2 separate regions of the Mus musculus genome follow, and region 2 is linked to region 1. The links are chromatin contacts, called in public HiChIP or PLAC-seq maps. All regions are on one chromosome and are shown on one strand. Each heading gives the region's core, a stretch centred on a gene start, on an enhancer-like site or on the middle of the called end of the contact. The rest is flanking DNA. Distances are from core to core; before and after follow the strand shown.

The links. HiChIP or PLAC-seq counts read pairs in DNA pulled down with a chosen protein or histone mark.
Region 2: a contact with region 1 is called in an H3K4me3 HiChIP or PLAC-seq map of embryonic basal ganglia, with 3 times the contacts expected there. The contact joins two enhancer-like sites. A contact is called at or near these places in 2 of 484 Hi-C or Micro-C datasets (embryonic stem cells and nephron progenitors) and 6 of 115 datasets of contacts at active chromatin or transcription factors (T-cell acute lymphoblastic leukemia, craniofacial prominence, embryonic basal ganglia and 3 more).

Annotation. Positions count from the first base shown.
Region 1 is chr2:106,422,785-106,427,932 of GRCm38.p6, forward strand. The region is part of intron 1 of Gm46755 (a long non-coding RNA gene); the gene reads right to left. All of the region lies in intron 2 of Gm36036 (a long non-coding RNA gene), which reads left to right. Among named protein-coding and RNA genes, the nearest start is that of Gm46755, 3.9 kb to the right of the region's middle. Within about 2 kb of position 2,372, at least 14 of the 459 cell types and tissues checked have an H3K27ac peak or open chromatin away from gene starts, as enhancers often do. A contact at or near this core is called in embryonic basal ganglia, where this site is marked.
Region 2 is chr2:106,713,205-106,718,352 of GRCm38.p6, forward strand. All of the region lies in intron 2 of Mpped2 (metallophosphoesterase domain containing 2), which reads left to right. Among named protein-coding and RNA genes, the nearest start is that of Mpped2, 23 kb to the left of the region's middle. Within about 2 kb of position 3,032, at least 22 of the 459 cell types and tissues checked have an H3K27ac peak or open chromatin away from gene starts, as enhancers often do. A contact at or near this core is called in embryonic basal ganglia, where this site is marked.

The DNA of each region.
Region 1 (5,148 bases), core at 1,122-3,621:
AGGATGGACCATGTAGACACTAGCATATCCGGGGATCCATCCCATAATCAGCTTCCAAATGCTGACACCATTGCATACACTAGCAAGATTATGCTGAAAGGACCCTGATATAGCTGTCTCTTGTCAGAGTATGCCTGGGCCTAGCAAACATAGAAGTGGATGCTCACAGTCGGCTATTGGATGGATCACATGGCCCCCAATGAAGGAGCTAGAGAAAGTACCAAAGAAGCTAAAGGGATCTGCAACCCTATAGGTGGAACAACATTATGAACTAACCAGTACCCCGGAGCTCTTGACTCTAGCTGCATATGCATCAAAAGATGGCCTAGTCGGCCATCACTGGAAAGAGAGGCCCATTGGATTTGCAAACTTTATATGCCCCAGTACAGGGGAACGCCAGGGCCATAAAAGGGGAGTGGGTGGGTAGGGGAGAGGGGGTGGGTGGCTATGGGGGACTTTTGGTATAGCATTGCAAATGTAAATGAGCGAAATACCTAATAAAAAATGGAAAAAAAAAAAAAAGAATAGGTGTGGCCTTGTTGGAGGAAGTGTGACCCCGGGGGGGTGGGCTTTGAGACCCTTCTCCTAGCTGCCTGGAAGTCAGTCTCCTCCCGGTTCCCTTCAGAACCAGATGTAGAACTATAATTCCTCCAGCACCATGCCTGCCTGGATGCTGTCATGCTTCTGGCCATGATGACAAAGGATTGAATCTCAGAACCAGTAAACTAGCCTCAATTAAATGTCCTTTATAAAAGTTGCCTTGGTCATGGTGTCTCTTTACAGCAATGGAAACCCTAACTAGGACATAGACAGATAGACAGACAGACAGACAGACAGACAGACAGATGATAGAGATATATCTTGCCTTCATCCGTCTTTCTTAACCACCACACGGTGTGTACTGCCTGTCTCAGTATTCTCCCTTTGTACAAGGGAGCCAAGTAACTACAGAATGACTGACGTCTCTGAAACCAGAGTTCCAAATAAATCCCTCCTCCTTTTCAGACATTCTTCCTGAGTATTTTGTCACAGCAAGAAAACACATTTTTAAAAAATGCTGTGTAGACAACAAAATTACCGCTGACAGGATTGGAAAGACTGGGACACGTTAATATTTACATGCAGAGTGGCCAATAAAATATTTGTGAAGTGAGCACCAAGTTACCATATCTAGCTGAAGACACCAAGAGCTATGTGCTTCCTCTAGAAGTACTTCTTTAGACTAGGGTTGGGACAGGATGGCCTCGGGATACTCACCTGTCCTTTCAGTGTCTCAAACACAGACTGGCCAGCAATCTCTGGCTCCACAGAAAACTTTCAAGCTCTAGAAGACCTGGGTCCAGATGTGTTGAGGTGTCTTCATGAAACTTATCAGAGTTTACTTTTGTAACAGATTCAAGCGATCACCCTCACCACCGCCTGTGACACCCTTGCTGTCATCGACAGGGTTGTCAGCTTGTGAGACTGATAAAATTAGCAAGATGATTACTATCGACTTATTGAACTCTATGCTAGTTACATAGGTACATTGATTTAGTTTATCCCCCCTCCCCCAAATCATCGTCAGCAGTACCACCACCATAATCAGCAGCAGCAGCAGCCCCAACAACATCTCCATTTTGCAGATTTGCAACCTGGGTGGCATGAACAAAAAATACACCCATAGGGAGTAGTACTATTAGAAAGTATGTCCTGGTTGGAGTAGGTATTGCCTTTTGGGGAAAGTGTGTCATTGGCTGTGGGCTTTGAGGTTTCAAGTGATCAAGCCAAGGCCAATGGCTCTCTTTCCCTGCTGCCTGTGCATCCAGATGTAGAACTCTCCACTATGTCTCTAACACTGTCTGCTTGCATGCGGCCATGCCTCCCATCATGATGATAACTTATTAAACCTCTGACCTGTAAACCAACCTCCAATGAATGTTTTCCTGTATGAGAGTCATGGTCATGGTGTCTCCTCACAGCAATAGAATACTAAGACAGAACCCAAGTCTCCTGGCAAAGATGGGGCGAAATGAATTCTGATGCTTAAAGCAGAGGTGCTAAATTCCTATGCTAACCACCCATAGCTCATCTGTTTATCCAGAGTGTTTGCTTATTGAGCATCTGGGAAGTGCTCAGCACCTGCAAGTGGGGTAAAGGAGAAGGTGAATTAAAATGCATACACACTGCTCTTTTGATTAAACTCCAGAGAGACTTTTGCTGCCACTCTCCAAGGTTCCAGTATCTCTGTCTGTTCCGTGAACTTGAGCAAAGGGAGGTAAAACCTCTGTTTTCTCCATTTCTGGACTTTCCGGCTTGGGACAGCAACACATTTGGTTTAGATTAAGCCCATTGACTGGAGCATTGTTCTTCAGCCCCAGTACACATGACCTCATCAAGCATTGGCTTATCTGGCCCAACTGCTCTCTATAGCAATAGAGCACCCCAGAGGAGGGCAGGTCTGGGGAGAAGGTCAGTCAGGTTTAGCAGTCACATGCACACAGCAGGATAGTGTGTCCTTTTATGAGTAAAAGGATGGATCTGTAAAACCCAGTCAGGAGCACTTATGTGCGTTCATATAAGCTGGGTTGGGGTTTTTTGGTTTTTTTGGGTTTTTTTTTTGTTTTTGTTTTGTTTTGTTTTTTTTTTTTTTTTTGGCCTGAATCTAAATTATAGAGATTTTAATAGCTCCAGTAATTAGCCAAGCATGCAGGCAACCCCACTATGTTGTTATTGTGTAATGTCACTCTCCCTAGGGCCCACCTTCTCTGCTTGTCAGGCTCCCCACATGAGCCTGAGTCCCCTTTATTTTCTACCATAGGGGGGCAAAGTTTTCTTATCAAAGGGCTCACTGTTCACATTGTGTGACTCCCCTCAATCAGGAAGCAGACTTCTTTTCTCAGGGGTTTCATGCTTGTGTTGCCCACTGCATAAGAAAGACAGAGAAGGGCCTGAGTTCATTTACAACCTCAGGCTGTCTGCTGTATGTGCTGAGAACACCGTGGACTCTGCGTCATGCCTGGCACAAGGTGAACATCTAAGTCATCCATGATTCATGGTGTTTAACAAACGCTTGATGGTTCAGTTACTGACCCGAAAGAGAGCAGAACAAAGTGCCCAGAATCCCTGTTAAATGCTGACTTTGGTTTTGCAGAATGCTGGCTCTCTAGCTCCCTGCATACCTCCCATTTTTCTTCTTCTCTCATAGTCTATAACTATATTATAAAAGTAATATTTTATGCCATCATTATAGAAAATCCTGCTACAGGAGATGAGAGCTATCCCCTGAGATACTTTGGATAGCTTGGATTTTTCTTACTGTTCTTTTCCTAAGAGTGAACACACACAAACACACACATATACAAAACACCACACCACACCCACACATACCACATCCACATATCCACACACCATATCCACACAACACCACACTACACTACACACTGACACACACCACATTACACAAACACTGTATCATACTATGCTGTACACAAAGAATATCACATCATACTACACACAAAAAACCACCACACCACACCACACCACACACACACATACACACACATGCCACAAACACATGCATACCATACCACGTACACATACACTGCCACACTACATATACAGAAATACACCACACACATACACACATACCACATACACATGCACACCGTACCACACACACATACACAGCACATATGCATGCACATACACATCACATACACATGTACACCATAACACATACACACACGCACACCATACTATACCACAACACACACACAGTATCATACCATGCTATACATATACAATATCACACCACACTGCACACACAAATACACACACACAAACACGCACACACATACCAAACACCCTTTTGATTTAAAACTGGGCACAAATTTGCTGTCTTGCTGGAATGATGCAGTTTATGTAGTTAAGAGATTGACTTCTTTCTATATTTGTATGCATATTTTCCCAGAGGCTTTTAGACACAGGTTTTATTACCATTTTGGGGAGATTTTTATTTTCATGAAGATAATCTCACAGAAAAGTTCAATAATGATGTGCTATTTTACTGAAGTCAACTTTTCTTAACAAAGTCTAAGTTAATTATCTTTGCCTTACAAGGACATTCAAGTTGTCTCCTGAAAACAGTTTTAGAAGTCTATGAAGCCCCAGTGGCATCAAGGGGACAAAAAAAAAAACAACAAAAGCAAACAGTACAACACCCTCCTCCCAACATCACAAACTCCATTGTGTAAAGGATGACTATAGTTGGGTTCGCTGTGACTGGCTGACGGATGCTCTTGCTTTTCTCTGGGGTGGGTACCAGAAAACAAGCAATGGGCACAGTGACAGAGACACATGAAAGCCACCGAGGTTTTCTAAGACTAACTCTAAAATCTTCTGCACAGTGTTAAAGGATAATAAGCTGGGTATTTTTAATGGCTTCTCGCCATTTACCACACAAATAAATCTCATTTTAAAAATGTGCTTTCCTACTCTGTAATGACAAAAAAATGTTAGATAGTCCCCTTAAACTCAGAAAGACAAATTAGCCACATAGAGTGCAGAATCAGTCTCTGTGGCCAATTTCCTCTCCAAGAGACTGTCTGCAGCATACACAATATTCTCAATTCGTCTCTCTCTGTGGGAGAAAGGCTGCTGTAGATCCTTTCTGCTTATGTCTTTGCTCCTGGTCAGAATCGATTCCAGATGTGGGAGGTAAATACTGGAAAGATTGTGGAAAATAAAGTGGAAATGAAAAAAATCCCTGAAGCCATTTGAGTGTCGATGACAGATGAGGTCGGTATTTTCGGTTTAAGCAATGGACATGTGGGGAGCGCAGAGGGCGCTCAGTCCTGTGGGCATTTAACAAACAGGAAAGACCCCACGGAGTATCAAGCCTGAACCCATGCTCTGTGTGCCCAAGATGAGAGGAAACATGGTGTCCTGGCACTAACATTAATTACATACTATATATTCTGTAAATACGCCGACTTTAAGTCTCTCCAAATATACTCATAATTTATACATTCATAGGCATTGTTAAACCTTCTAATTACTTAACTTCCTATGGGTATTTAATTACTTGGAGAGATATGAAAGAAGTGTCCACAATGTATAAGTCAATTGAAGAAGTGACAGCAAAGTGTGTGTGACCAAGACCCAGAT
Region 2 (5,148 bases), core at 1,782-4,281, 290 kb after region 1:
GCCATTAAAACTCTGCCGGGATCAGATGACTGGCCTGCACATCTGAAACATGAGACTCTCGCCCTAAACCATGCAATTGAGTTAAGCTCAGAATCCAAGGCCTCCCTGTAAGCCTGGCCTCTGGGTGAGCCACATTCTTGATCACAAAATTATTTCCTTTGAGAAGAGCAAGAGTACAGAGAGGTTTTCATGGCCAATTTAGTCTGTATGTTGGTGCCAGCCAGACATTTGGCAACAGTTACTGCCAGCTTTGGTGAGATGTCCACCGACATTTTCCAAGGTCTTCAAAGCTGTCTGGAGTCAGTGCTGACATTGAAGGAACACTGCATTGGAATTCCTAGACAATCGTCCTGCATTTCTAGTTTTTTAAAGTGAAGAAGTATGATGGGTGCTCGAGATCAGCAGGCTGATCCTCTGCCCTTAGTTCCAAGGCTTTGAGGGACCTTGGGGTGCGGCTACAACTTTTTTTTATCACCTTTGGGGTTTTTTTTTGGAGGTCGGGGTGCTGGTGGTGTTGTAGGTTCTCACGTAGCCCAGGCTGACCTTGCAGTAGCTATGCAGCCAAGGATGAGATTAGACTTCCGATCCTCCTTCCCTCTTCTTCCCTAATACGTGGAATAAATCTTGAGCCACCATACCTTGTTTCCATGGTACTGAGGATCAAACCCAGGGCTTCATCTATGCTAAACAAGAGGTCTGCCTACTGAACTACACAGTCAACCTCCTTTGTCTCCTTGCTTGAACTCAGAATGCTGACGAGTAAGCCCCCCCACCAGTATTTTTTTTCTTTTTAAAGATTTATTTTTATTATGCGCAAATGTCTGAATGATACACAGGTGTGTATCAGATCCCTTGGAGCTGGAGTTATAGGAAGTTATGAGCTGACTGACATGGGTTCTTTGATCTAAGCTTGAATTCTCTGGGAAAAGAGTAGGAAACACACGTTCTCTTAATCACTGGACCAGCTTTCTAGTCCCCAAAGTATATTTTCCAATCATGAAATGTCCGTGTCCCACTAGGCTCTATCTCTGAAGACAGCAACTCTGTGACATTCGTCTTTGCCTTGTGATATTTGTATACCATGTTGTGGTCTTAGCTGGGACTAGGCAGTCTTTGGATACCTGTTGAGTAGAGTTGGGTTTTTAGGGATTCAAAGGACACTGGTGTGCGCTTCTCCTAGAAATCATTGTCACCTTGTAATATCTCTTCACTTGGAGACTTGACAGTGTATTTGGCTATAAAAGACAATGTAGGTCAGTCTCTCCTGCGGTTTTTAGGATGTAGCTGAAAGATAGGCAGTATTTGTGGAGATCCTACACTAAAGGTACAATCTATTCTGCCTCCAGTTGACTCTGATGTCATCAATTTATTTCTAACAGAAAAAGAATATTGAAGATTCCTTTTAACCAGGCCAGTGGTTCTCAACTAATGCTGTGACTCTTTAATACAGTTTCACATGTTTTGGTGACCCCAACCATAAAATTGTCTCGCTGCTGCTTCAAAGATAATCTTGCTACTGTTGTGAATCATAATGTAAATATCAGGTTGAGGAACACTGAACTAGACTCTAAAGATTTGAGGTTCCTATGTTGTTTTGTAACTTTAAAGGTGAGGACTGAGAAAGCACATTGTGTGAACCCAGTTACTGCGCTCATGTATTGACCCTGTCAGAAGTCAGTGACTGTGGGCTGAGGGTTCCAACTGTAAGATTAACGTACTAGGAATCTGAGTAACAAGTCCCCACTATACCCACTGCATAGAGTATGCTTGCAATGAAGACTGAGCAAGAAAATGAGCTAACTGTCATAACAGGAGTCATGAGTTTTGTGTAAAGCAAACCACTTTTATTCTGTGATTTTTAACAGCGTCTTTGTAGTTTTTGAAATAGTACACTCATTCTTTATCTCAAAACTTTCTCTTAGTAACTTAGTAAACAAGGTAGTGTTTACTATCGGTTTCAGTATCCAATTTCCATGTGTATATGCAGTTATACTTAGTTCTTCTATAGGACCCTAACCACCTTACCCTTGCCTTGATGGCTCCTGTCTACATTCTTAAAGATCTCATAGGTGGGTGTGGTGGTGCACACCTTTGATCCCAGCATTGAGGAGACAGGTGGGTCTCTGTGAGTTCAAGGTTAGCCTGGTCCACATAGTGAGAAAATCAAAACCAAACAACAACAGAAGCTCTTACAGAGCCTTTTGACAGTCTGGGCTTTGGGTTAAATATGGATAAAACTCTGATTACGACTTTGAGGTTACAAAAACACATAAAACATTTTAAAAATGGACTTACAGGGAAACCAAATAAAAGTCAGACTAAGACTGTGGTAGAATTCTAAGTGTGAACAGCTAAACTGTAGACTCCTGTAGTACCAGGCAAGTAGAAGAAGAAAAATCCCCAGGGGGAGTGGGGGAAAAAACCCTGCTCTAAGGTTCCAGGCTTAAGAGAGAATTTTACATAGGGCAAAGACCCCTGAGGAGGAGAGAGAAGAAGAGAGTGCTGTTGATGTTGCATTGTAAGCCCTTTGGGGGTAGGAAGTTTTTAATTTAGGTGACTGACTCCAGGGTTTCTCCCCAGCTTTTTCTGTGGCTGTGGCTGCCCAGATGGGTTATGTAATTAGCCTTTCTGGGGATGCCCTTTGGCTGAAGACCTAATTGAGTCTCTGGACTTACAAGCAGGGTTAGAGTTGGTGCAGCTTTCTGCCCTGCAGGTAGAAGCCCTTTGATGGACCTGCCTCTTTGAAAGGTACCTATAGCAACTGGCAGTGACATTATTTGGGCAAAGCAGGGTTTAGTAATTGAGGAGTCAGTCCTTTTTAGTATATGACAATCTCTAAAATAGAGAAGACACCAAAAGCCACCCGTACGGTTTAAATGAGCCTGTATTGTGCATTATAAATATGCACCGGATGGATGCCAAGTAGAAAACACCGGAACACTCTCTCAGGATGCTGTTAGGGCCAAGCGGAATCTCATTAGGGACAGCTTCAAAGATCAGTTCCTCGTGTCCATAAAAACAAGTGTAAATTATCTGGTGCGCGCCTGCTGTTAGTGGCTGTGGTGTTGCATTATGCATGATTCGAGATTGCACAGAGGAGGTGGGGCTGCTTGGAGTTCCACAATAGATGCGGGATTTCTCCACTTTTTTTTTTTATTGCTGAGTCTACATTTTGGAAATTTATTGGTGCGTTTCAGCTAATGGATGATGCCATATATAACTGGTACCTACATCTTTGATGAATTGGAGTCAGTTCAGAGAGGCGTGATGAGGTCGGAAATGTTTGTAGGAACCACCAGTCTATCCAGGTTTCTGTGTCTTGTTTACTCCCACGCGGAACTGGGAGAGGGCACAGGAAGGTGGTCCTTGTATGTAGAATCCAGTGACTTTGTTCCAATCACATGTTCTTCCTGTTTCTCCTTCTCTGTCTCTCTGTCGGCCCTTTTAAAAGTGTGGGTGTTCAGGATTTAAGAAAATGTAGTTAAGCTCGACATAAAAGGTATAATAAACAGTTTTGAAATGGATTGTGAGGTCTAGAAATATAAAGTCAACCTTTCTCGCTTGAGGAGTTCACTAGAATGTAGTGTTGGGGAACGCGGATTGTAGAAGTTTGAATCTGGTCTGTCAGAGGAAGAATGCAGTAGAGTTCTAAGCATGGGCAGCTAAACTGTAGTACCAGAGCCTCAGAAAAAGAAGAAAAATCCCCAGAAAAATAAAAAAATAAAAAAAAATAAATGTCTAAATGCTTCCCAGAAAATGGAGTAACTTATGGCCACATGATTGTTTGTTTGTTTGTTTGTTTGTTTTGGTTTTGTTTTTAAACTCAGTTATTATTTATGTATTGATCTGTTGTGCGTGACTTGGTGAAGTTAACTTTTCAGTTTTCTTACTTGTAAGGGGGGGGGGGCAATTGTTACATTTCTCCAGAGACAAGGGGCATGTTAAAGGAGCTGATTTATATATCATACTTACATTTCCTGAGCTGTAATAAGTCTTAGGGATGTGTTTATTCGTTTGGATGTTATCACGGCTAGCTTGTTTGGAGGTGGCAGGCTCTCCGGTGTGGTCAGGGCTGTGTAGGTGTGCAGCACCTTGAGCCTGCCTTTGCAAGCCTGTGTGGTTGGAGTGTGTGTGTGTACTCCTTCACACAGAGGGCGAACAACTTCAGGGAGCACAGACCCTGGGGACAAGCAGAGGAAACCACAGACATATAAAACATTTTTTTGTGGTCCATGTGATATGGAGAGAGAACTATGAGATTCTGGGGAATGGTAAAGAAATATGGAAAAAAAAACTGCTTTCCTTTCTGTTGGTTGGTGTCTGTACCCACAGCAGAAACAAAACAAAACAAAACAAAACAAAAGCAACCCCCACCCCACCCCACCCCCGCAAAGCCCTACATGATAGAAAGAGCAAGAGAGCACTTTACTTGGTGTCACGTGACTTAACCCAACAATCATTCTAGCACCTGCTACTTTGGGTTTTGAATTCACAGCTTGGCAAAAGTCTCCATTGACAGTGCTAGGTATGAACAGTTCCCTTTCTAGGGTGGAAGTTCTTTGAGAATAGGATAAAGGTTGGCTCATTTTTGAATCCTGCTGTGCTCCTGAACCCACCATTATGAAGTGCATCTCCCAGCCCTCACTGAAGGTTTAAGTAGCTCTTTCCTCCTCTGAATCGCCTCTGCTGAGAGATGCTGCCGCAACAACATGTTCACTTTCATACTTACTTCTCTCTGCCTTACCTTGCTTGCTTCAGATTTCTTCCTTAGAGTTTTCCCTCCCATTTCTTATCACTTGCTCATCAAAGTGTTAAGGAAGGCTTGTTGGCACCTCTCATATGGCACATGAAGTAATGATTGGGTACTCTGGGATTCTACAGTCCTTTGATACAACCTTTTTTTTTTTTTTAAACATGAGAAAGAGAAATAGTTTGGCTCCATGTCAGGGTGATAGTGAGTGTCACAGTTGATCAATTGATAAGTACTTATTGAAAGTAGTATGCCAAACAAAGACTGTGGCTATTTTGTTTCTCTATCCCCTGTATGTAAGACAGCACCTAGTATACTAATAAACTGTTATTGATACATAAGTGGGTATAGCAGGCAGAATAACGTAGACCCCTAAACCACCTAGTTCTTGTCAATTA